Linked DNA regions of Mus musculus: region 1 is linked to region 2. A link is a contact called in public Hi-C data. All regions are on one chromosome and are shown on one strand. The core of a region is the stretch at or near the end of the contact, and the rest is flanking DNA. Distances in the headings are between cores, read along the strand shown. Region 1 overlaps Unc79 (unc-79 homolog). Region 2 holds the start of Prima1 (proline rich membrane anchor 1).

Evidence for each region. A called contact is a pair of places that touch in the nucleus more often than the background predicts.
Region 1: a Hi-C map of nephron progenitors shows a contact between it and region 2, with 2.4 times the contacts expected there. The contact joins the enhancer-like site here to the promoter of Prima1 in region 2. A contact is called at or near these places in 9 of 39 promoter capture datasets (the C10 cell line, HPC-7-derived erythroid cells, cranial neural crest and 5 more), 13 of 484 Hi-C or Micro-C datasets (B cells, Sertoli cells, cerebral cortex and 10 more), 7 of 115 datasets of contacts at active chromatin or transcription factors (craniofacial prominence, embryonic midbrain, embryonic stem cells and 2 more) and 4 of 9 other capture datasets (adipose tissue, embryonic stem cells, liver and 1 more).

The regions. Positions count from the first base shown.
Region 1 is chr12:103,165,742-103,171,823 of GRCm38.p6, forward strand. Unc79 (unc-79 homolog) reads left to right here. Exons shown (of 49, transcript NM_001081017.2): 44 at 2,534-2,709; 45 at 3,826-4,012; 46 at 5,831-6,028. Among named protein-coding and RNA genes, the nearest start is that of Prima1, 73 kb to the right of the region's middle. Within about 2 kb of position 3,875, at least 4 of the 459 cell types and tissues checked have an H3K27ac peak or open chromatin away from gene starts, as enhancers often do. A contact at or near this core is called in nephron progenitors, where this site is marked.
Region 2 is chr12:103,239,631-103,245,013 of GRCm38.p6, forward strand. Prima1 (proline rich membrane anchor 1) reads right to left here and starts at 2,516. Exons shown (of 5, transcript NM_133364.2): 1 at 2,445-2,516; 2 at 1,710-1,832. The coding sequence starts at 1,802.

The DNA of each region.
Region 1 (6,082 bases), core at 2,625-5,124, 73 kb before region 2:
GCCCCTTAGGGGACAAAACAGGGTGACAGTAAGGTAGAGTGACAGTAAGGTAGACCCACAAGGGAATCTGTTGCTCCGTGCAGAAGCAGCTGCAGCACTATAGAATGAGCCCATTTTGGGGGGTCTGAAGAATTGAGGTCCAGCAGTTCTGCAAAATAAAAGGAAGAAAGGAGAGTCCCACATTATCAGCTTTTTGTGTAGTTTTAAAAATACTCTCTCCAGTCTTTAAATGTCCTTATTCAATGCTAGCCCCTTTCCAAAATGTAGAAACTGTGGCTTGGGTCATATGGCCCTGTCAAGTCACTCTCCGTAGAAAGTGGTGACATCTGAGCTGAACCTCAGACTGCTGTGAGCCCTGGTGGCGTCCCCTCCTACCAGCCAGAGACATCTTGATACCTCAAGCTCTGGTGTCCTCCATAAGAGTCGGTAGGTTCCTTCCTTGTCTAATGTGCTGAAGATCCATATAAAACAACCCAGGAAGACTGTGGCCCCTGGGCCAAGCACGTGCCAATAACTGTATCTGCTTTGAAGCTATCGTCTTTAAGAAAATGGTGAAGGGGATGACAAGATTCAGTTTACATGGCGAACAACATCCCAGTGTGGTTATTGAGTATATTGCCCTCTCAGGGGTATAGCGGTGAGACTAATGATTGGCAGCTAACTTGCTCTGCCATGGTCCTACCACAGAGCTAAAAGATCAGGAGTCTGAAAGAGTTGAGGAAGGCTCTGGACAGATGGCAGGCCGAAACCATCCAGAGAGGGGCACTGAACAATTCCCTTTGTGACAAACAGGAGCCCGTGGGCTCAGAAATCCATCTGCCGAGAACATAGCCTCTTCACCAGGCTCTATCTTTAGACTCTGAGCAGCCCATCAGGGTGCTTCTTGGTACAGAGACGGGAAGAGCTGTAAGACAAGGTAGTCATGTCTCCCATGTCCAGACCCAGCCATTTTCAGAGCCTCCTTGTCTGTTAGTCATATACTGGTCAACCAGTCACGGACTGGTTACATGAACCTGAGTGACTTCAGTACAAAAAGAAGAGACAGCAGCCATACCCTAAACATTTTGAGCTTGTTTTACAGAAACTTCTGAAAAAAAATCACAAATGCCAGTGGTGGTCAAAACATTGATACAACCCAACCTCTGACCATTAACTCCTATTAGGAGCCCTTAGGTAGCTACAAGGCTAGGGATGGGGATTTTCAAGAAGGGTGCTCAGAGGAACTGCTGGGAAGCAAAGAGTTTAATAGGAAAGTTACTAAGACTATGGACAGACAAACAGACAGACGGAAGCATCGTAGTGGCTCTCAAGAGAGTTCACGGCCCAGGACCAATGCCACACTGGCATGGCAGGGCCCCTGAAGACAGGATTTAAAGCCTACACTGCAGAAGAGGGGTGCTGCTCTGAGGATGGGGGGAGGTATCATAGCACAAGTATCCAGCCAGGCCCTCTGATTCCCAGGCAGGAGGCAAGGAAGGGAGGGGTGAGGGATGCCCACCAATACCTGCTCCCATGTAAACTCATCTCCCAAGCGAACGCTGCTGGCACTGGGAAGTCTGAGAGCTGGGGGATCTGGACTGTGTCTCAGAAGATGACTCGGTCTGTGGAAGGCAGAATTGCCACAGAGAACAATGGCCTGGGCAGCAGCCATATCCCAACATTGCTTTCTTACCAGACAAGTGACTCAAACATGGTCACTGGCTACTCGGGACAGAACTGGGTCTAGAACCTATGTCTCAAGTCCTTGAGTAAAGGAAAGCTTCAAAGCTTCAAAACTAACTTAGCAAATATGCACTGAGAGTCTGCATCATGGCTAGCCTGGTTATAGGACTGCATCGCTGGGCAAACGCAAGCTGCAGACACAATAGCTGCCTTCATTTAATTTACCGTCTGCTAGGGGCCAGATGTGGTGACTAGTTTGCCTAAGCTGTAATCAAGCCATGGCTTTCACACTTGCTGTAAAGGAATAGTAGACAGTAGCATGGATCTGGCTATGGAGTTCAGGGAAGGCTTTCTAAGGGAAGGGATGCTTGAGCTAAAAAAAAAAAAAAAAAAAAAAAAAAAATTGAACAATTCCACAGAGGGAAACCATTCAAGATGCTAAGCAGGTTGTGTGCCTGGGGTGCTATGGGGTGGGGTTGGGAACAATCTGACCGTTCTACTAACAGTAGGAATGGGGTTGTCTCTGATTCTTTTGCCTGCGTTTGGGACCCTTTTCCTCCTACTGGCTTGCCTCATCCAGCCTTAACCCGAGGAGCTACGCCTAGTCTTCTTGTAACTTGATTTGCTATGTTTAGTTGCTATCCCTGGGAGGCCTGCCTTTTTCTGAGGGGAAAGGAGGAGGAAGAGGCAGTGGCTCTGGGGAAGACCGGGAGGTGGGCAGAGAAAGGGACTGGGAGAGAGGAGGGAGGGGAAACTGAGGTCAGGATGTAATAATATACCAGAGGAGAATAAAGAAAAAAAAGAGAGAATAAGTGGTCTGGGACGCCTCCAGGTGTCTGCCGGGATTACAATGTATCATTTGATGTTACAGAGCCACATGAAGACGTGCTCCCAGCCTCTGCACGAGGATACCTTCGGAGGCCATCTCAAAGTTGGCCTAGCTCAGATTGCAGCTATGGAAATCTCCCGGGGCAACCACAGAGATAACAAAGCCGTGATCCGATATCTGCCTTGGCTCTACCATCCTCCCTCTGCAATGCAGCAAGGGTGAGGTGCCTAGCATCTCAAAGGTGGGGAGGGGGACTAGGTGCCTAGCATCTCAAAGGTAGGGGAGGGGGACTAAGTGCCTAGCATCTTAAAGGTGGGGGAGGGGGACTAGAGAGCCAGCTCTGTGACTAAGAGCACCAGGCTGGACTTCCACAGGACCTGGGGTTGATTCCCAGCACATTGGGCTCACAGCTGTCTGTAACTCCAGTCCCAGGGGAGCTAATGCTCTCTTCTGGCTTTCGAGGGGGCCCTGCACACACATGGTGCACACACAGAGGCAGAGTATCCATACACATAAAATAAATTTAAAATGGGCATGCAAATGAGCAGAAGTGCTCCCAAATCCCTGAGATTTAGATGAAGCTAATGGCCGTGTTGAAGATTTCTAAGAGTGGAATAGAGCTGGATAGAAGGAAGGGGTACAGATACCATCCTTATGCTTGTTTGCAGACCTTGGGCAGTTTGTGACGAGCTACCCATAAAAAAAAGCCAGCCCCTAACCCTGGCTTGTTTTCACGCCGATGGAAGCTGAAATCTTTGAGGAATCACTTGAACCCTACACCTCAGCTAATTAGTAAGCCGGGCTCTGTGAATCACACACCCCGTACCTCCGGGCAGCTTGGTAGAGCAGAAGCCTCTGCAGGGATGAAATGAACTATGCGAGGTGCACGCCCCTGACATGCCTCTGTGGAGGCTTGAAGCCAGGCACCTGTGTCTGAGTTCCTGGAGCTCACGGGGTCATCCCAGAGGAAGGATTGAGGGCGAACAGGGGCAGAAGATAAAGCACTCGATGGGTGTGTCTTCCTCTCCTCTGCTCCTCCTCCCGTTGTGAGGATGTCTAGGAAGAACTTTCTGAGAAGAAAGGATTCTAGAAGAGTCTAGGGAGACTTGTCCCACCAAAGCCTCCTCCACCCGAAGGGAAAAATCCAGGATTAGAGCAGAAAGCGAGACAAACAGAAAGGATTTTGGGTTTCCACTCTTGCCTTGGCGTTTTTGTTTTATGTACCAGCCTGTGAGGCTACACCGTAATCTCTTCCGCCACTAAGTATTCTCTGGGCATCGAAGGAAAGAGAAAAACCTAAAGTCACCCCTAATGCAGCCTGTCTTCCCTGACAGACCTAAAGAATTCATCGAGTGTGTCTCCCACATCCGGTTGCTGTCCTGGCTGCTTCTGGGATCCCTCACGCATAATGCAGTCTGTCCCAACGCCTCCTCTCCATGCCTTCCCATACCTCTGGATGCAGGTTCCCACATTGCAGACCACCTTATTGTTATCCTAATTGGATTTCCAGAGCAATCAAAGGTAAGTGATTTCTGCAGGACTCAGACCCTGTGCATTGGAATTGCCAACAGAACCCTTATCAGCTGATTAGATTCCTCTGAGAAGGGAGAATTTTGCTCACTCTCCCGTGTCTATTAGGAAAGTAGCTGGGCTAATGCCTTACTTAAAGTTGTTTAAATTCCCAGGCTGTCTTTTCTGCCCCTAAATTGTTTTCTGGCTTACTTTTATGGAGATAAATTATAACAGCAAGGGAGAGGTGGTTTCCCAGGCAATGTTTTGTCTCAAAACAATAGAGAGAAATAACAGGCTACAGATACAATAAAAATTTGCTGCTCAGTTTTCAGAACCAAGGATGAAGTTGGGGGGGGGAGGGATATGTGCCCATCTTGTTCTTTATGCACTTTTTTTTTTGGACTCAAATCCCGTAGGACACATGAACACACAGCATGAAAGTGAGAAAGCTAGCGTGGTGCTCAGCAAAGCACACTGTATTCACCTACCCAGAGGAACGTTTGCAAATCGTAGAGACAGATGGCGTGCTTAAGAGAATAAAGTAAAACCCAGGCTGATATAAGTCATGAACTCAGACTTGCAAACCAGACAAGTCAGCTACCAGGAGCTAAGGGCTGGTCCTGGAGCTTAGGCAAGCTCTTGGAGATCCCAGTAGGTTTAAGAGAACCTGAGACTCAGGCCAGAGCAAGCTCTGTGAGAAAATGGAGTGCCTGTCCAGATGATCCACATGATGTTTGCCAGAAACTGTACCTTGGTGCCTCATTCTTGCATGGTTCAAGGAACTTGATCTGACTGGGGAGTGGAGGAAATTAGAAAAGACGGACACAGAGAAAACCTGGGATCTGGTGGACTGGACTATCTGATAGAGTAGGCTCAGCATCCCAGACACTCAGTGTGTTAATTAGATAGAATTGAACAGGGCAGTGGGGTTTCTGTGTACAGCTGAACAAGGAGATGTTGTTATTAAGTACAAACCCAGAGGCAGGCTATGGTATACATCTGGACAAGGAGGCCGGTTTAACTAACCTTAGTAGAAACAGTCCCTGTGAGGGAGCGGTCTTCAGGCTGTAAGCATCTGGGAACAGGGGGATATGGTGGACACTTTGTGGGCACACTGTTAGCATCTGGACATGACCAGAAGACTATTTTGTCGTCCCTTTGGGCCTCACTCCAGGGAGAAAGAAGATTTCGCCATTTTTCCATGGGACATTGCAGTGCCCATGTCAAGAACACATATTCAACCAAGGCTTCATTCAGTCAGGGCTTCCTCTGCTCCTCACAACCTTTGCAAACTCCAAAAAAAAAAATTATTTAATTTTCCCCAGCTTCAGTTCTTCATCTGTAAAGTCCATAGTAGGTTGGCTTGGGAACTGTGGAAGGAGTCTGTGGAAAGCCTCCATAATGCTGTGGCAGTGAGTGCCCACCACAGATAAGTCTTCTGTTGACACTGCTCTGCTGCCATGTGAGTCTAAGTGCGGGGAGGAGGGTCTTGCCTGCTTCTCTTTTACTCCTAGCTGGCCCTTTCAGCAAGCTTGCCGTTATCCCTGTTCTATAGATGTGCAAACATGCTAACATGGCTAAACAGAACATCCGTGTTCCTAATCCACCTTAGGGATGAAAATGTCAGTTTCAGGAAAGGACACGGCCGTTGGTGGATTCCGTCTGCAAATTAAAGAAAAAGAGTTTGGTTTTCCTTTCCTCCACGAACACTCCCACTGACAGAGAGAAGCCGATTCAAAGCATAGAATCTTTGTGAGTCTTCTGTGCTCCCTGGCAAGGCCACCTGCCGTGAGCATGGAGCACACCCGTCCTCCTCTTCCTTTGCAGACCTGCGTGCTCCACATGTGCTCCCTCTTCCACGCGTTCATCTTTGCCCAGCTCTGGACGGTCTACTGCGAACAGAGTGCCGTGGCGACGAACGTCCAAAATCAGAACGAATTCAGCTTCACAGCAATACTAACAGCACTGGAATTCTGGAGCAGGGTGACACCGAGCATCCTTCAACTGATGGCCCACAATAAAGTGGTAAGTTCCTGGGGATCCCTCTGAGATACACCTAAGCTACTCCTAGCCACAAAC
Region 2 (5,383 bases), core at 1,266-3,765:
TTTCAAGGGAGGAACTTGCCACCTGAGGGACCCAGGTTTCTGGCCTCGTCTAGAGGCCCATTAATCACAGGATGGTTGCATCAGACCAATCCTTTACTCTCTGGGGGATTCTTGGGCAGTGATTGCTCCTGGAAGCAATGATAGCTCTGACATCTTTCTCTATGTTCGGGGAACTCCTAAGATGTGATGGATCTATTCTCTCCTCTTAAAAGAAACACATGGCCTAATGAACCTGCTTGCTTCCTTCTCCTTCCCTCCCGTGTCCTTCCCCAAACCCAGCTCTCCTGCTTAAAAACCTAGACCCATGCATTGCCAATCCTTCTTCCTTTCCGCTGGTTTCTCTACCCCTATCATCTGAGGATGAATTTTCCAGAGCTTCAAGCCAAGATCTGGCCCGCACAATTTAACTCAAGGATTCTTTTCTAATTGATTTTCATGAGAATTGATTTGTATTGAGTCTGAGAATCTGAAACACGCATGCACAAATGCTTTTGTAAACACTGCCAGGCTGTAGGACATGACAGAGCAGGGGCTTTGTTTTGTAGTCCTCTGATGGGTAGAGCAGGTGGCATGGCTCTTCTCTTTAGAGCCCTCTAACTTACATGACAGCTCTGTTGTCCCTGTCTTCCCTCCTCTCTCAGTCCTAGCTGAAAGGTTTTGGGAAGACAGAGAACTAGGCACCTGGGTACACAGACAGGTGAACTCTGCAATGGGGCTCAGCTAGAAGTTGAACAAAAGGACCTTGTCTCAATGGTCCAAGTGTTGAGAAATGACATCCCCGATTCCCGAGAACACACAGTACATTTAAATAACACAATCATAAGCCAGAGGCTGGCCAGAGCAGAGAAAGTAGAAACCTTGGCCTGAGCTAATGGTGGGATGCCTCTAGAGAGTCATGGAAGCCAGGGAGTGTCTCTGCCCAGTGGATGTAACATCTCACACCCCAGCAACAGCAAGGACAGCTACTAACCATGTTTCCTGGGGTCCAGGTGATGTATCAAGCAAACAAGTACTGGCCCCATAACAAGCAGGAAGGAGAAAACCAGGATCAGACCTTAAGTTTCTTGTTTAGTCACCTTGCTGGTAAAGGACTGGTCAACGGGGGTTTAAGGGCAGGACTAGAGAACATCCCATCCAATCACCTCGAGTAACTGGAGTTAGTGGGGGCTTGGTCTCTGTCCTGAAGACTGGGAGGTCAAAGGTGAGGGTTTGTCCTCCAGCAGTCTTGACAGACTGTGTTTTGCATGAATCGTGGGTCACCATCCACCTCCCCAGCCACCACTTAGAAGAAACACAGCCCTTACCCCAGGTTGGAGACAGTTAGTTGGAAGGCTAATTTGAAGTTTAGGGGTCGAATCTGGTAGGAAACAAGGCACCACTGTGGGATTTTTTTTTTGGGGGGGGGTTGGGTTTTTTTTGGTATTGTTGTTTGTTTGTTTATAAGTTTGTTTCTTTCCATAAAAGCTGCAGTAGAGTTCACTATGAGGTCTTAGCACCTTCCTATATCACGTTCATTCAGTACTGCAGGCCTTAGGCCACAACTGAGACTCTTTGCAAAGTTTCTTATTTTTTTTCAGGGTCAGAGCATGTTATACTTGACCAGTTTTTCTTCCTCCCCAAGTATCCCCAAGACCACTCAGTAGGTGGCTGTAGGGGGAGCTCTGAAGTGACCCTACCCCCTTCCCAGGAGGCCTCTGCCCGCTTCTCACCTGAACTAAACCCCAGAGTGGGTGCAGCGCACAGTGCAGCAGAAGTGAGGGCCAGCAGCAGCCATGGCGCAGCACCAGGTCCCGGAGTAGCATCTCGGCCTGCGGCGCCCACTGGTGAGCTAACTGTCAAGGGAGCAAGGCTTGAGTCAGGTGGACACTGCATAAACCATAGCACCAATTCAAGAACCAACTCGATGAGGACTCACTTGCCCCGCACTTTGGGGCACCTGCGCAAAGCAAGTCTTCATCTTCCTTCCAGTGCGCACACACTTGCTGACTCTCGGTGCTTCCCAGAACTCACACCTACCTATCCTGGAGCACACCCCCTCCCCTTCAGAATACCGCATGCACACCTTGATCCCGTGCACACCCCCAGAAACATCCAAACACACTTATTGAACCTCATACAAACCCAGAAACGGCCATGCACAACTCTGACTAGGAGTACGCTTCAAACCCAGAGTGAATCACTCACTCTGCGCGCGCACGCACTGTGACCCCCATGCACCGCCACCGACTCCCGTCCGCACACTTGACTCTGCTTGCACAGTACCACCAAATCACTCGCTGCATGTAGTCTTTCTGCCCCAGGGACTTCAGTGCGCACACTGTCTCATAGGCACCTCCGTACGTGCCCCCATTTGCCGCCCAAACCCCAGCTCCTGTTCCCGGGCAGGCGTAGGTTTTCCTGCACGCCCCCATCACCGCCCGCACCCCTCCGATGCCTCACGCCACCTTGCCTGGTGGCGACCCCCACCGATCGTCGACACGGAGAAGGGAGGTCAGGGTTGCCCCCACAGCAGCTCTGCTCTCAGCAGCCGGACGGCCCCCATTTAAAGCCAGCCGCCTCCCCAGTCCCCCGCCCTCTAGGCGGGGCCTCTAAGCTCACCCTGGCGGCTGCGCGCGCGCTCGGGGGCTTCACTTGCAGAGGACGAGCGCGGGGCGCTGGAGCAAAAGTTTGCGCGCTGCTTGGGCCTCCAGGGCAGCTGATCTGGGAGACCGGGGCGCGGCGCACTCGCACGGAGCTCCAGGCTCCGCTTGGCCGCGCGCGGGCCGGGAAAGGCGGCCACTTCCGAGGTCGGGCAGCCCAGGCAGAGGGTGGGGAAAGTGTCCTCGGGTCCTCCGCGAGCGGGCCGCAGGAGTCCTCCTTCAGCCCAGCCACGGGTCCCTGCGCCGCCCCGGTCCCCGCCCTTCCTGGTGGCGCCGAGCGGCTGCCCGGGGCGCAGGGTGCCCGGGGCCCGCGGGAGGCAGCGGGCGAGAGGCGCCGGCCCGGAGCACCCGCTCCGGCAGCAGGGCCGCGGGCGGAGGCGAAATAAATAATGCACGAAAAAGGAAAACAGACGTGAGCGGAGCCAGAGCCTCGCCCGCCTCCCTCCCGGGCTGCACTCCCGCCCGCGCTCCCCGCTGCCGCGGCCGCCAGCGCCGCTGCAGTGATTCCTCGTCTCCATCTAGCGAGGCTATTGTGTATTGGGCGCTTAATAATTTATTTATTCACCCTAGAGGCCGAGGACTCCCAGTGACAGTGGCAACCTGCTTCTGCTTGCCCTTCCCTCAAGTTCATCCCCCAGGCTGCGGGAAGGTGGTAGTAAGGTCTGACTAGTGGGGACCCCGTCTGTACACTATCATAGCGGCGCCCCCTTTCCCCTGTGTGTGCTGAGCTAGGATGGTGCTGGCTAGCCCTCCAAAGCAATGTGCCTGACCTCCCTCCATTTGGCAATCATGACCTCGGGACCTCTCTATTAACTCCGCTGTGTCTTAGGGGGAGTTGTGACATTTCAGGGAAAGCCTTCTCCCCAGGACTTTTCCTCCACTATCCACAAACTCCTGTTTGATGCAAGATTATCAACAAGTCGGTTCTTCAGGAAGGAGCTGGTTGCATCTCGTTCAAACAAGCTGCATGCTGCTCCTTCCTACAGGAGCCTTCCCAGGCGCCACGCAGGCGCCCTGCTCATCTGGTGATAGCGCTTTATTAAATGCTCTGATTGATGTTCCCTGGAGGTGGGGGTGTGACCATTCCAGTCAAAGTCGCAAAGAGCTGGGCAATTCTGCCTGGGGTTAGGTAAGAGAACCGGAGGCTTATAACCGAGGGTAGATACCACAGCCCACTGGTTAAGAAAGTTACTTAGTTCCCCTTGGCTGTCCCCAAGTCACTCCAGGTAAACTCACAAAAGTACAAAGTGCTTTGCAAAGCAGGTTTCAGACCAATTCTCCTGCAGCTTCCTTCATCAGAGCACAGCAGCAAGGCCTCCCCTTCTTAGTGCGTACCTAGCTGATGAACTTGTGAGCCCCCACACATGCCCAGTTCTACTAGAGAGACTGGCACAGCAGATGTGAATGAGGCCTTCCCTTACCAAGAACCGGGGAGGGGAAGGTCAGAGGACCATGTCAACATGTTGCCAACACTGTGATGCTCCACTGTCATCGAGACAGGGGCCTACACTGATCAAGAGAATGAAGACAAAGTGGTCCAGGGCTGTGGGAATATGCCAGCAGGTCTGGTAGTCCCGTGGACAAAAATATGGAGACATTTGTCCCTTTGTTTATCCAGTCATTTGTTTTGTATAATATTTACAAACACCTAGTTGCAGGAAATATGAAAAAAAATGAACCACCAACTCTCCACGGGGCCGGACCACACTTTCTAGCTCCTGCCGGCTGCCAATTCTCCAGTCACACCTGACCACAGGACCATCTCTCCGGCACTCCCCAACGCCCCGAGCCCATCCCAGAGTTTCTCTCCATACCACGCACCCCACAGTCAGCCATCAGATCCCAGTACCCAGTACTCTTAATGGCATCAAGATTCTTAATGCTTAATTACCCAATCAGATTCATGTATGAATATCACAATTTACAAGATGCCAATAGAATAATTTCAGAGGCAATTGATAATGATAAAAGCTTTATCCCAATATTTCTAACCTTGTGAAATCATAGCTAGTTGTGGCTAGAAAATGCCATGTGGGTACATGTCTGCGGCCATCTTCCTTCCCCTCCTACTCTGAGACACTCCCTCTCTCTGGCAGCAGAGTACTGGGTGCTGGGCACAGCAGAACAGTAACAAATCTTATACCTTTACAGTCAGGGAGTTGGGACAAAGACAATGCTTGATGAGAGTGGAGTTTCCTAGAACAGTGACCAGGACAGTCTGGAAAAGGGCAATGAGGCATAGACCTGAGGCCTGTCCATCAGCTGAGATTAAATGGTGCCCAGTGTTTTCCTGTCTTTGTAGCCTAAGCCAGTTGAAGTATTTTGCCCAGTGCAGGACTCTAGTCTTTAGCAAAGACAACAGCACCTGCTACCTGGAACTTTTTGCTACTTGAAAAAGCTACTCGCATTACATTTTGAATTCACTCTCATCATCCTGGCTAAATCCCGTGATTGTTCCAACTGAGAAGTCCATAGCTCTTTTCTAGGTGGAATCACACAGCTATTTCCCTAAGATTCATAAATACTCACAGCCAATTAAAGGGTTGAGGCATTCCAGGCGGGGATGTAGCTCGGGTGTTAGAATGCTTGCCTACCATGCACACAGCCCTGGATCAGATCCCAAGTCCAACATAAACTGGGCATGGTAGTGCATGTCTCAGGTCCTAGTACTTGGGAGGTGCTGGTAGAGACCCGAAGGTGAGAAGTTTAAGGTCGTCCTTAGCCACATAGCAAGTCGGAGGCAA